3 separate regions of the Hordeum vulgare genome follow, and all the other regions are linked to region 1. The links are chromatin contacts, called in public Hi-C maps. All regions are on one chromosome and are shown on one strand. Each heading gives the region's core, a stretch centred on a gene start, on an enhancer-like site or on the middle of the called end of the contact. The rest is flanking DNA. Distances are from core to core; before and after follow the strand shown.

Region 1 (4,392 bases), core at 664-3,163:
TACTCAAATTTGAGAAAAGTAAATGAATTTTAAAAGAATTACTACATGAATTTGAAAAAATTTACGTGAACTTTACAGAATTACGTGGATTTGAAAAAAATGCGTGAACCTGGAATATGTATGCGGATATGAAAAAGTGCATGAATTTTAGAGAAGTATACGGATATGAAAAAAGTACCCAAATTTGAAAACAATACGTGAACATGAGAAAGGTACGCGAATTTGAGTAGGTATAGTCAAAATAGGGGTGAGACGGATCCAAAACCGGTCAAAACCAAGACAAATCTTGTCCGGTTTCAGAAGTTGAGGGTGCGACTTGTCCGTTTTCAAAGTTGAGGGACGAAAAGTACACTTTTCTTTTTTCTATTTGGAAGATGCATTTCAACTAGACACCTCATTTAAAGAGGTTATAAGATTCAAGAGAATACTCCCTCTGTTCCAAAGTAAACGTCTCAACTTTAATAAAACTTGCTAAATTTAATATAAAATTAAGACATTTATTTTAAGATGGAGGGAGTAGTAGGGAGGATTTGAATGACTCTGATTTAACATGACGAAATGGTGTCTATGGACAAAAACGAAACAACATAAAAGAAGTTGCTATGGACAAAAACGAAACAACATAAAAGAAGTTGCTATGGACAAGGGCATACTTGTAAAAGAACATTCAAGATTGTTGATGTTCTACCTCTTTTGGGTCGAAAAGTTTACATAAAATTTCTAATATCACATGGTTGGATATGGTCTTTTGGTTATGTTTACAAGGTACATTTTACCTTTACGTCATTTATAATGTAGCCTTAGTCATTCTATTATTATTTTTCTTTTGTAGGTAGTTGAAGCATAACACACGAGTAGGTCCTTCTGGAGCTCGGCCTCCATGAAACCCTTTATTATTTTAAAATTTGAACTTTTCAATTTCAAAAAAAAATAAAAAATAAAATATATGCAAGTATGCAAGAATGAAATGTACGTATGTGTAAAAATTAAAAATAAAATACCTTAAAATACGATCTATACAAAAAGAATAATTTCATTAATTTTTGAATAAATAGTACCAGTGTTGAAAAGCCATGGATTTGTCTTTTCTGCACAACCCCCATTTTAATGTATTTCGTCCTAAAAATTTACACGCATGTGTGTTATGCCTTCATATATATCTGTATTTTTTTTGAAATGTAATAATATGAATTCAGATGAATTTTAAGTTTTTAAAAACCGGCCGCCATGGAGGCCGAGCTCCGAAAGGCATTTTAGATAACACACATACTATTAAGCTACTATGCTTAACAAAATGATGCGAGGGAATCAAATAAAACTGTACGTGACTTTCATTCCACAATGGCGTTATTTTCTATCGTGAGCCGATTATGTTTTTCATTATGTACTAAGATTATTATTTTTTACTCACAATTCTTTTCTTTAACATGGAAATGTAACTAGGGTTGTTGGGTTTGTATTCAGAGAGAAAAGGAGTTCCTAGCGAGGTCTGATTTTTTTTATAAAATGGATCCCTTTGTTCTAAAATAAATGTCTTAATTTTATACTAACTCTATGTAAAAAAAATTATACTAACTTTAGTATAAAGTTATACTAAGCTTGAGACACTTATTTTGAGACGGACGGAGTATAAGAATTTCCCAGCGAGGTCTGACGTGTACAGCTTCATCATCAAGATCATGAATTGCTTGCATCGCATCGCATCTTTCAGTTCCATCTAGGAGTACAATCTTTTCGATCAGTTGGTTCCAGCTTTTCTTTTGTCCTCCTCACCTTTCACCAGTGACGACCTCCCCCTGTCAAGAGCCTCTGCAGAAAAAAATGATTCCTCCGCGTGCTCGGCCCGGTCCGAAGTTTGACCGTGGACTTGTACCCATCCTTTGCCGTATTGACCACACCACTCGGTCACGCACTGGCACTGCCTTTCCCATTTCCACAACCACCCGTCCTCCTCCTCCCACGCCAGAGCAGAGCAGAGCAGCAGCAGCAGCCCCATCGATCTACTCCGCCCTCCTCTCCCCCGCGCCCGGCCGCTCCTCTCCTCTCCGCCATGGCGCCGCCTCGCGCGCCCTCCTCCTTCCTCCTCCTCGCCGGCGCCGCCATCCTGCTGGGCCTGGCGGCCGGCGCGGCGAGGGCGTCCAACGAGGAGGGGGACGCGCTGTACGCGCTGCGGATGCGGCTGTCGGACCCCAACGGCGTGCTCCAGAGCTGGGATCCCACCCTCGTCAACCCCTGCACCTGGTTCCACGTCACCTGCGACAGCGCCAGCCGCGTCGTCCGCCTGTAAGCTACAGCTCCTTCTCCTCTCGCTCAATCAAGCTTTCGTCTTCCAGGGTTTCCCCGCGCCTGCTCGGATTAGCCCGGAAACCCAGCTCGATTTGAATTACTGCTAGGTCAAATTGCCTGCTCAATTTTCAATAGTTTTGCTTGCGTGCTGGCAAGGATATCCATGGTCTTTGGTCTTCCACTTGCGTCTTGTTCAAGGGATTGCTAGCTTAAGCAACAACTGAATAATCGCACTACTGTTCAAAAGGACTGATTTTTTTTTTAAAAAAAAATGAATTATCTTGCAAGCCTAATCAATAACGCGGTGTCTGTCATACATAGTTCAACAATATTGCATCCTGTTGGTTGGATGACCGTGTTGCGTGACACTCTTTGTGGCAAACTTGTGCAGGGATTTAGGCAACTCCAACGTCTCCGGCTCCATCGGCCCCGAGCTCAGCCGCCTTGTGAATCTTCAGTACCTGTATGTGCCCTTACGATGATGAATTCCACCGTTTCTGTTATTCGAACGGAACAAAATGGTTTGATCTTCTCGATTGGAACTTGATTTGCAGGGAGCTGTACAGGAATAACCTCGACGGCGAGATCCCAAAAGAATTGGGCAAGCTGAAGAATTTGATCAGCTTGGATCTGTATGCCAATAAGCTCACCGGAAGGATCCCCAAGTCACTTTCCAAGCTCAGCTCACTCAGATTCATGTATGTATTGTCCTCTGATTGCACTTAATTGCCCCCTTTTCTCAAAAAAAAATCACATTTCTAATTGATGACATCTCTAGTCCAAGTGATGTACCCAAACTGGCTGGGCAGTCATGCCATAATTCTGAATAAACTGAAATGCAATTTAAAAATTTGCTTTTCGCATAGTTAAGAATTAGATGTATTAAAAGGACGTAGGTTTGTCTATCTAAATTCATATGTGAACAAACTAGCCCAAGGAAATACTAAAGCAATTTCTTATAGGCGCTTGAACAACAACAAACTTGCTGGATCAATTCCACGGGAGCTGGCCAAACTCTCCAACCTGAAAGTCATGTGAGTGTGCATCTTATCTTAACATATATACACCCGATTTACTTGTGCCATTGATTCTCTGCATATGGTTGCTGATTTTTAAGCCGTTGTGAGATGCAGTGATTTGTCTAACAATGACTTATGTGGGACGATCCCCGTCGATGGTCCATTCTCAAGCTTCCCTCTTCGAAGGTATATCTCAAAGTCCACTAGCATATTTTGTGGAACTAATGTGGATCTGGAGTCCTAAACACCTCTATATTTGTACTCTGATGTCCTCAAGGACAATGGTCTAGTTTTCATGATTCCATAAACTAGAAATGTTACGGTGATGGTGTTTGAGGTCGTGTCATTCATAAGCTTTTTTTGACTGCTGTGTCATTCAGAAGTTGATAGCTGATATGGCTTCATCCGATGAATGGCTAATAAGACATAACTGTTACTTTTCCAGCTTCGAGAACAACAGCAGGCTGAATGGCCCAGAGCTGCAAGGATTGGTTTCCTATGACTTCGGATGCTAGGAAGCGCCGGCACACACGATAATGCACGTGGAAGGAAGGCAAAAGATTATAGTAGTACAACAAATGCTAGGAAGCCTAGCACTACAACATGTCTGACTTGCGAGACATGCAGCAGAAGATGAAGAATGTATTGTGAGCGTAGGGTCTGTGTTTGGTTATCAGACCGCAGAAAGAAAAAATGGGATGTGAGAAGTCTTGCTTGATCGATACAGTTATTGCCGTATTGTAAATTGTAATAAGCTGCTTAGTACCGCAGCTATGTGGACCGCTTGGGTCCATTAGCATAGCCTCTGCCAGTTCGGAACTAGAGTTAATCCGAGCTGATGAAGAATGTATCCCATGTTTCACATATCTTTGCTATGTTATTTGTATGATTGAAGTACAAGCATTAGTGCAAAAGAACATGAAGACTTTGTTCATCCATGAAATGTACAATATGTATAGTGGCACAATGTTATGTGACATCAGTAAGCATGAGTTCCTGCAGTTGCCTGGATTATGATGGCAATTGTAGCTAGGACAGCCCGTTACAGGGGACGGAGCTGCTAAATCTTGAACTCTACAGGAGATGG
Region 2 (4,841 bases), core at 232-2,731, 150 kb after region 1:
GTTTCTCTCATAGGCAAAAAACACACTGTCATGGTTACTCCAAGCAGCAAATCGCTCGGCAGCAATCACAAATAAGCAATGAAAAAAATTGCTATATCATTTTGTCCTATACAGTGAATTCACACACACACATAAAGTGAATGCAACACACCGTCTGTCGGATATGCATTCAAATTCTTGTACTCCTCACCGTGGTAGAGGATGCAGTCATTAGGGCATGCATGTATCTTCTGCACCTCTAATCCTATAGGACAGATAGCCTTCTTGGCTTCGTACGTACTGTCGGACAATTCGTTGTCCTTTGGAAGCATCTTCTTTATCATTTTCAGCAACTTTTCAAACCCCTTGTGAGATACACCATTCTCTGCCTTCCATTGCAACAATTCTAGTGTGGTACCCAGCTTCTTCTTGCCATCTTTGCAATTTGGGTACAACAATTTCTTGTGATCCTCTAACATGCGCTGCAACTTCAACTTCTTCTTTTCACTTGCGCAGTTTTTCTTTGCATTAGCAATGGCCCGACCAAGATCATCAACGGGCTCATCTGGTGCCTCTTCTTTAGCTTCTTCCCCCATTGTAGTACCATCGTATTCAGAGAACACATGATAGTTGGCATCATCCTCTTCTTCTTCTTCATTCTCTTCCATTAGAACCCCACTTTCTCCGTGCTTGGTCCTACAATTATAGCCGAAAATGAAACCGAACGTAAACAGGTGGACGTGAATGACTCTTCACTTAGAGTAAGTTCTATCATTCTTACACATAGCACATGGACAACACATAAAACCATCTCGCTAGTTTGCCTCGGCCGCACAGCCATTAATGAACTAGGGAGAGCACCGGTCATCATACATCCATTGCCGGTTCATCTTCATTACACAAGACCGAAAAGACCAAATTAATACAAGTTCATACATAAATTTCATACACACTTATTCTCATAAAACAACATACCAGAGTACCTAGCTAAAGCATTTAAATGCAACAACAAATGCGATCAAGATCACAACTAAGGTAACAATTGATCCAACAACATAGTGATACCAAGCTTCTTTATTAATGACATATTTTCTAATCTTTCTAACCTTCAAGCGCATTGCATTCATCTTGATCTTGTGACCATCGACGACATACAACTCCAGTTTCATCTTCTCTTCTTCAATTCTTTTCAATTTTTCTTTCAGATACTCGTTTTCTTTTTCAACTAAATTTAACTTCTCGACAAGAGGGTCGGTTGCCATTCGGTTCACATACCTCCTAGATAAAAATATCTATATCAACTTGATGAGCATAATTGTCATAAACGCCAAATGCAACAAATAGTTATAAAAGAGAATATACGGCATCCAAATCATAAGTCGGACAAGGGCCGACGGAGACGGATATCAAGACCATGACACTATGTATAACAAACAATCATACAAGTAAGAAAACTATCTAAATCATACAAATAAAATTTTTAATAAAAATGATAAGAACAAGAGGATCACCAAGGTAATGGCAGCGACGGGACGGTGCGGGTGATCGATGGTGGTTACGACGGGGACGGAAACCGATTTGTTATACAAGTAGGGACTAAATGATCTCCGGAGACCCCGCCTGCCACCATACCTTTAGTCCCGATTTGTATCACAAACCAGGGCTATAGGTACAAAATGAACCGGGACTAAAAATGTCCGTGCCCCGATCGTTTCTAGCCGTTGAAATCGAAACTAATAATTACATTAATCCCGGACCGAAATCAAATCAAAACTAATGATTCAAACATAAGATCCGTTTTTTACTAGTGACAAATAACCATTACATAAGCACGAAAACAAATGGGTGAGGCCTAAAGCATAAGGATTTGTCTTCAGGCCCGAATGCAAACATAACGATAGTGGCCCACGTGAACTTGCTACGGTGAGTGGCATTGGGACTGCCCTTAATTTGAGGCATATTTTCTTTGGAAAAAATGTGCTTTTAATCATTCAGTAGGAACTTCCCTGCTCGATGCCGGCTAATATTGTTGAAATTGACAGAGAATTTCCCGGAAAAGTTGACGAAGATGAGCGGGAAAATACAAGAAGAGAAAGACCCATCCATGGTTGCCGATAAGCTTTGATTAGGCCAAAACAAAAGCCGCGGCAGCCATATATGGGGATGGGGGCATGGGCACAGTGCACGCCAAAGGGTAAGCTAAAACGTGTTGGCGTGCATGCAGCCTCCGCTGTCCGGCGCGCCCGTCACCCTCGCCGCTTCCGACACGTCCCCCCCTCCACGCGTCCCTGACCACCCGTCTCCTCTCCTCTCCTCCCCCGGCCCTATATACGCCCCCGCGCCGCTACCCATCCTCTCCTTCTGTCCTCCCAACCATCGCGACGAGAGCAATAATAGCAGCTCCAATGGTGGCCGAGGCCATGGGCGTCTGAGCCGCGCGCCGAGGCCTGCGGGCGCCATTGATGAGAGCAGCTGCATCACCCTTCACGGCCGGACGCGATGTCCCTTGTGGCTGCGGCGGCCGCCGTGAGGCCCTCGCCAGTGGCTCCTTCCCCGGCGGTGCCGTACGGGATGTGCGGTGGCGGCGCGAGGAAGAGGAAGGACGTCGTGCACTACCATGAGGAGGACGAGGACGAGGAGGAGGTGCAGCAGGGGAGGCGGCTTGGCGGTGTCGGTGAGGGCCACGGGCTGTTCGTGCTGGAGACGGTGGAGGAAGAGGAGGAAAGGGAGGCCGAAAACGAGCGCTCCTCCATTGGCCCCGTCTCCGAGGGGGACGAGGAGGAAGGGGAGGAGGCGGAGAGCGCCAGGGAGACGCCGCCGTGGCAGCGGAGGACGAAGAAGAGCGCCGGCGGGCTCGCGAGCCTCGACGCCCTCGACGACGCCCTCCCCGTCAAGTAATCAACCAACTTCACTTCCCTTAATCATCCACCATTTCTTGCAATAATCGCAAGAAGGGCGGATTGTCTTCTCGGTTCGGCCGGTGGATTGATCCGCGGAGCCGTCCTGATTTGGCAGGCGGGGCCTGTCGAGCTTCTTCTCCGGCAAGTCGCGGTCGTTCGCGAACCTGCAGGACGTGGCGGTCGCCGGCACCACCAGCAGCAAGGACGTGCTGGCCAAGCCGGAGAACCCCTTCAACAAGCGCCGCCGGATCCTGCGCTGCTGCTCCATCCGGCGGGTCTCCTCCACCTCGCTCACCGCGCTGCCGCCCTTCCAGCCGCCCGAGCCGTCCTTCAACATCGGCAACGACGGCGTCATCAACGGCGGCGGCGGCTGATCATCAACCGATCCCGGAACGCGTACGTACGTACGTACCTACGTGCACCGATGAGATCAGATTGATCGACCGATCGAAAAGAGAAAAACACATGCATATTTATGCATGCAAGTTGCAAAGGGAATTAGTAATGGAAACTACTCTACTAGGGAGGAGAGAGACAAGATGGATGGATGGATGGATGGATGGATCCCACTTTGTAATAGTCCGGGATCTCGCTCATCTCGGCTCACATCAACAACAATGGCCGCCTAGAGCTTAGGTTTTTCTTAATTCTTTTACTAGATGCTAGTAGTTGCATTTGACATGCAAAAAGAGGGAGAGAGAGCACCAAACATGGTGCATGTGTCGTCGATCCTAGCCTACAAAACAAGCTATATATGCCAGTTGAAATATACAAATATCTCAATTGAGACAAGCTAGCCTGATTAACCTTTTCAATGCTAGTATATATAGCGCCAAGGTATACATCCATATCATTGACAGGAGTTCTAAATCTATCTCTAGGATGTTGCTCTTGAGTGCATTGCAAATTATGTGTTGCTATAATACAGTTCATAATTGAGAGTACTCCTACTAACACTTGGCAAGCACCATTTCGCAAAAAAAAAAAAAAGACTTGGCAAGCACCATTATTATTTTTCTACCTATGTGTGTATTATGGTTGGTAAAGTGGTGCTATTGGTAGTACTTCTTTTTCTTAAAATACAATATGGGTGTGCCTAAGGAAAAAAAAACTAAAAAGATAAATACTGACACGAATCTTGGTGTAAGACTTAGTTATGCGAATACTTATGATACATATAGATGTACTTTAGCCAAAAATGATACAATATCGGCGAAGGGTTCCTGGACTCGTTTTAGGGTCTCTTCGATGGATTGTTTTCAGGTGGTTTGAGTGATCAAATATAGTATGAAGAAATCAGTATGCAAATTTTATGAAGAATTCCATCCTATGTTACACGCAAAAGAAAATCCGTTGATCCTATTAAGAATCAAGCAGCTGGTTTGTATATACCAAAAATTCTAAACGTTACAGGACTCTAAATATATCTTTTGAAAATCCTTGTAGCCTTCACCATCCAGCCCACACCAAGCAGAAAACAATCACCATCCATCACATAGCTAGGGTGAATTTGCTACAACATTAGGTCCTGTAAGTCAAATTCCTCCTCAATCTTCTTCAAACCTCTTCAACCCCCCGGAACAAGGATTAAACGTGTGTTAAAAAGGTCAAGGCGACAAGGCCAAATTAATAGCGGCAGCGACGTGACGTGCGGAGAGATAGGATAGGGGAGGGGGGACAACGGACAAGGATGTCAAAAGTGGTATGGAAGGGATAAGCTTTGGGGATGATGATAGCCGCCCGGGGATGGTGATAACGATTACGATTAGCAGAGGAAGAGGAAACGGGTGTACGTTTGCGCTGGAGGCCTTATCCGTTCCCTGCTCCGGCCGCTTTCGTCCGATTAATTACTAACTCGTAATCAATCTGCTGGAGTACAGTACTGGAGTAGTACAGTGTTTGAGAGGGGGAGGGAGCGTGTTCGTCAGTTGGTACTACACGATGCCGGCACTGCATCTTTCG
Region 3 (4,703 bases), core at 638-3,137, 190 kb after region 1:
TGATTATCGTGCCTTGCACGCTGTATTTTGTTATTAGCAAAGTATGCATGTCGGCATTTCTTTAGGGAACGCTTAGAACTCAGCTAGCTCAGATTTTTTATGGCCTTATTCACATAATGTTATTGTATTTTGTATTTATTCTTTTTGTTTTTTTAATCCATCATTTTATTCTTTTGGACTCACATGTCATATTTTGTTGTTGTTGTTGCTATGTGCCCCATCAAACCGGCCCAATAAATACTAATTCGGTTCTTGTTGTTGCACGTCGCATCTTTTAAAAAAAAAATCGCCGATAGAGAACAAATAAGATTTGCAGTTGCGATCCGCCTGTGAATATTTGTAGTTGCGACCCGACTTATAAATACTTGCAATTGCGCACCGACTATGAATACTTGCAATTGCGACTTGACTTTGAATATTTGCAGTTGCGATTAGACTTTGAATACTTGCAATTGCGATCCGACTTTGAATATTTGCAGTTGCGGCCCTACTTCGAATACTTGCAGTTGCGATTAGACTTTGAATACTTGCAATTGTGACCCGACTTTGAATACTTGCAGTTGCGATCCGACTTCAAATACATGCAGTTGTCACCTGACTTTGAATACTTGCAGTTGCGGCCCGACTTCAAATACATGCGGTTCTCACCCGACTTTGAATACTTGCAGTTGTAACCCGACTTTAAATATTTACAGTTACGACCCGACTTTAAATATTTGCAGTTGCGGTCACATTTCAAATCTTGCAGTTACGACCCGACTTTAAATATTAATTTAATTAATATAAAAAGTAAAAAGTAAAAAGAAACAATAATTAATTAGGAGATAAAAATGGAAAGGGAAGTCGTTACAAAAAAGATGATCCTGGCAGCTACGGTCAACAGATGACAATGACATGATTCAAAAAGTTAAGCAAATGACAATAACACGCAAAAAAAGTTCTCATACAAAAAATTCTAAAAAGAACAATTATTTTTCTAAAAATTAACCATACAAATTATACATAGTCAATCAAAACAAACAACTGCAAAAAAAGGGGACAAAAAAGAAGCAACAAGAATAGTGCGAAGGCTTGTAGCATCGAACGTTAAAAAAATGCTAGCCCGACAACAAAAAAAGTATAGCCCATCTGCTGGACGCTTGCCATACTATACGAAAAAAAAATACCAGGATAACGGGCCGGACACACATCGCTGCATAGGTTAGTCGCTCTGCACTAATCATGATGTATTTGATCTAATGGTTGAGGATGTGAATGAGACCAAATTAATTCTAAGCTAGCTGAGTTTTAGCAATTCCGATTTCTTTATCCCACGCACGGGCAGTTTTTCTTTTTGAATAATTTAGATTGCTTAATAAAAAACGTTGAATTTCTCTTTCTCAAAAAAAAAAAATCTAACACAAATGAACTCTGCAAAATTGTCCTTCTGCTTCGAGCTCAAATGAATTTGTGCTCGGTGAACATTAAAATAAAAATAAATCAAGCAAATCATTTTTTGACAAACGTTTACAAAACTTTCAAGTGTTATCGTAAAATCACATTCATATAAGGCATGGTAAAAAAAGCAAATTCGGTGTTTCAAAATGCTAGGCGTGGCAAAAAAACAGTTTAATTCAATGCTTCAAAATGCTTTTTAAGTAGCATTTTCAAAATACCAATTCTTTTTGCCACGCCTATTAGGAATGTAATCTCATGATAAATTTTGGCAAGCAATTCAAACTTTTGTCAACATTTGTTAAAAGAATATCAGAATTCTTTAAGTATATATTTTATTATTATTATTTTACGGTTCACCCGAACTCGGGCTCACAAACTCTGTTCCTGCTCTCATACGTATACGTAAGCAGAGCAGCAACCGCTCAACAGCGACAAAACGGAGGACACTCACGGCCGGCTGCTCCCCCACTCCAATTCCTCCCAACCCGCACGCAGCCAGCCCGGGCCGGCGATGGCGACCGCGCAGTTCCGACCCCTGTCCTCCTCCTCCTCCGCCTCCGCAGCCGCCCGGCCCAGGGCCTTCCGCGCCGCGCCGTCCCGCGTGGCCGCGGCGGCGTCGGCGTCGGGCGAGCCCGCGCGGCGGCTCGCGGCGGAGTTCGACCCGGCGGTCCCGCTGGCCTCCGCGGTGACGCCGCCCAGCGGGTGGTACACCGACCCGGGGTTCCTCCGTCTCGAGCTAGACCGCGTCTTCCTCCGCGGGTGGCAGGCCGTTGGTACGCACACTCGATTCTGCGCCCCGATCCCTTCCCTGGCACAGTATTTCCTTCTAGTTTTCAGGAGGAACAGTTGCGTAACGGGCGACCGATTGTAGATGTTGATTCAGTTTGAGCTGCATGCATCATGTGTTACTTTTCTGGGCACAGTGAGTTCAGGAGGACTGCTGAGTGTTCACTGGCGGCAGACTGGCTTGAAATGGATAGTTCAGGTCTCTGGTGATCAGGTCCCGTGGCTAACTTATTGGGATCATGGGCATGTTCACCGTATGGGATTAAAGCATTCCCTATTAATGCTAACATATTTGTAGTTTTGTAACAGGAATTCCTCGTCCCCTTCCACAGTTGTTGATTAATGTAGGATGTATCTTGTATTTGCACATAGATGAAGGAACCGATTAAATCTAGAAATTCATGAGAAGAAATTAGTCAAGTGCCCTCTTATAGGTCGTAACTGATTTGAAAAAATATTAGACGATATGTGGTGTGGCCGTGTGGGTGGTGATGAACAAATGCAACTGGGAAAGAAGTTAAATTGGGGCACAGCTGGGAGACATCATTTACGTTTACACGTATGGCCTATATTGTTTAAAAATAATAATTGAATTAATACCTTATATGACTTATATTAATCAATGAAAGGAGTACCTTACTGATTTGGCAGATCATTCAGTACAATTTGTGTTTATCTGTCTTCATTAGTTAATCGCTGTAGGTCCTTACTGAGAGCTTACATGGTGCCGACTTGCATGCTTCTTTTCCAGGTCACATAGGACAAGTCAAGAACCCAAATGATTTCTTCACAGGAAGGTGATTCGAGCTTTCATGCTTCTGCTACCTGAATCAATTCTACTTTCTACAGTATCTGATGTGCAAACCTTTTGTAAGTGTAAAGGTTCTTATAATATTTCTAAAACTTCCCACCATGTAATCTGCAACTTATCTTGCCAAAATTATTTGGATTAATGAAAACAGAAATAATTTGCTACCCATGGTGGTAGCTACACATGCCCCCAATGTTTATCTCTAATTAATTTGATAAATTATTTTGAAATATGAAAAATTACTCTATAGTGAAAATATCATGTTTTTGAACCAGCCAGGCAAGCAAACATGCAATTATACCAAAAAGGCAAGAAAAAAAAGACTGAGAGAAGTGAGAAACGTCCCTTCTACACAACGAGAAGACACTTGTGTCCGAAAGGTAACAAAAAAGACTAATAAAAGTGAGAAAAGGTCATTCATATACAAAACAAATGCACTTGTGTCAATGTCATTGAAACCCGATACCTCGTATATAAAAAACGACACTTATACCAAAGGGTGTGTAGCTACCACCATGCATACGAAATCGCCTCTCTTAATGAAAATTGTAAGGTGGGTTTAGGTCCCCCATAGACCTTTCATTTTTTTCTTTCCAAAACAAGGATCTGCATGCAAAACACTTGTTTGAAAGTTTGCAACTGTCAGTCATGGTTACCTCCAAATTATCTTCCAGTCATGGTTAACTCCAAATTATTGTAAAATAAGATAATTCATGCTGGAGGTCGCTAATTTTAATTGTCTAACAAGGTGAACCAACAGCCTAGGAAATGTAGAATTTGTGATATGCCGGGATGCAAATGGGAAACTTCAAGCTTTTCACAATGTGTGTCGTCATCATGCCTCACTCCTCGCATGTGGAAGTGGTCAGAAGACTTGCTTCCAATGCCCTTATCACGTGAGTTCCTTAATAAAGACCTTGTAGGTATGGTATATACTTGTGGTCTGTACTTGCATGTCATAATTTTTCTGCGACTTTCTAGGATAATCATCTGAATACTTAGGTTATTGACATCTGAGGTAAGAAATGTGGCCACATAACTTTTCTTCGAAAGTTGTTCAGTTGAAAATTTTCATGGGATGGAATCCACATGTTATTAACCAAAGATACTTTAAAATGTTAATATAACAATGAGGGAATACATCCATATGTCCCATGTGGGGATTAAACGTTTCAAGTTGAATTCTAAAGAAATTTGGTTTAATATTAGCTGGACCCCCAGCTTCTTGCCATCTCTACAGAACTGCCTGAACTAGAACAATTGCAACAAAACAACAGAACATCTGTGGATTTCATATGTTTATTAGTGTAATTTTCATTATTGAGGGAACTAAGTGTGGTGAAGCCTGTGCTTTCTAGGTTGTGCAGAAACTGAACTTCATCATCATATCATTACTTTTTATTTGTCCCATTTTTTGTGAGTCGGTAGCTAACTAGCTATACAATTTTGTAGGGTTGGACGTATGGTTTAGATGGTACCCTCCTGAAAGCTACAAGAATATCAGGAATCAAGAACTTTAACAAGAATGTATACCACAGCTCCTTTTGAGCCTCTATGCTTCTCAATCCTGCAAAATTGCACCTTATGCTTCTTTCTGGAAACAGGATTTCGGTCTTTTACCAATTAAGGTGGCTACCTGGGGACCTTTTGTGCTTGCCAGATTTGATGA

What was found. Hi-C and Micro-C count contacts between places; a contact is called where the count stands out from the background.
Region 2: a Hi-C map of leaf shows a contact between it and region 1, with 2.9 times the contacts expected there. The contact joins the promoter of LOC123412220 here to the promoter of LOC123409785 in region 1. A contact is called at or near these places in 1 of 6 Hi-C or Micro-C datasets (leaf) and 1 of 1 datasets of contacts at active chromatin or transcription factors (embryo).
Region 3: a Hi-C map of leaf shows a contact between it and region 1, with 2.7 times the contacts expected there. The contact joins the promoter of LOC123411537 here to the promoter of LOC123409785 in region 1. A contact is called at or near these places in 4 of 6 Hi-C or Micro-C datasets (leaf and seedling) and 1 of 1 datasets of contacts at active chromatin or transcription factors (embryo).

The regions. Positions count from the first base shown.
Region 1 is chr7H:570,111,604-570,115,995 of MorexV3_pseudomolecules_assembly, reverse strand. LOC123409785 (leucine-rich repeat protein 1-like) reads left to right here and starts at 1,913. Exons shown (of 6, transcript XM_045102656.1): 1 at 1,913-2,283; 2 at 2,678-2,749; 3 at 2,841-2,984; 4 at 3,249-3,320; 5 at 3,420-3,491; 6 at 3,751-4,248. The coding sequence starts at 2,051. The coding sequence ends at 3,820.
Region 2 is chr7H:569,962,534-569,967,374 of MorexV3_pseudomolecules_assembly, reverse strand. It overlaps LOC123412220, which reads left to right and starts at 1,481. Exons shown (of 2, transcript XM_045105162.1): 1 at 1,481-2,873; 2 at 2,995-3,694. The coding sequence starts at 2,479. The coding sequence ends at 3,253. It overlaps LOC123412221 (a long non-coding RNA gene), which reads right to left and starts at 1,128. Exons shown (of 3, transcript XR_006613450.1): 1 at 1,086-1,128; 2 at 761-869; 3 at 520-675.
Region 3 is chr7H:569,926,225-569,930,927 of MorexV3_pseudomolecules_assembly, reverse strand. LOC123411537 (choline monooxygenase, chloroplastic) reads left to right here and starts at 1,887. Exons shown (of 10, transcript XM_045104503.1): 1 at 1,887-2,210; 2 at 2,975-3,020; 3 at 3,795-3,930; 4 at 4,487-4,561; 5 at 4,639-4,703. The coding sequence starts at 1,949.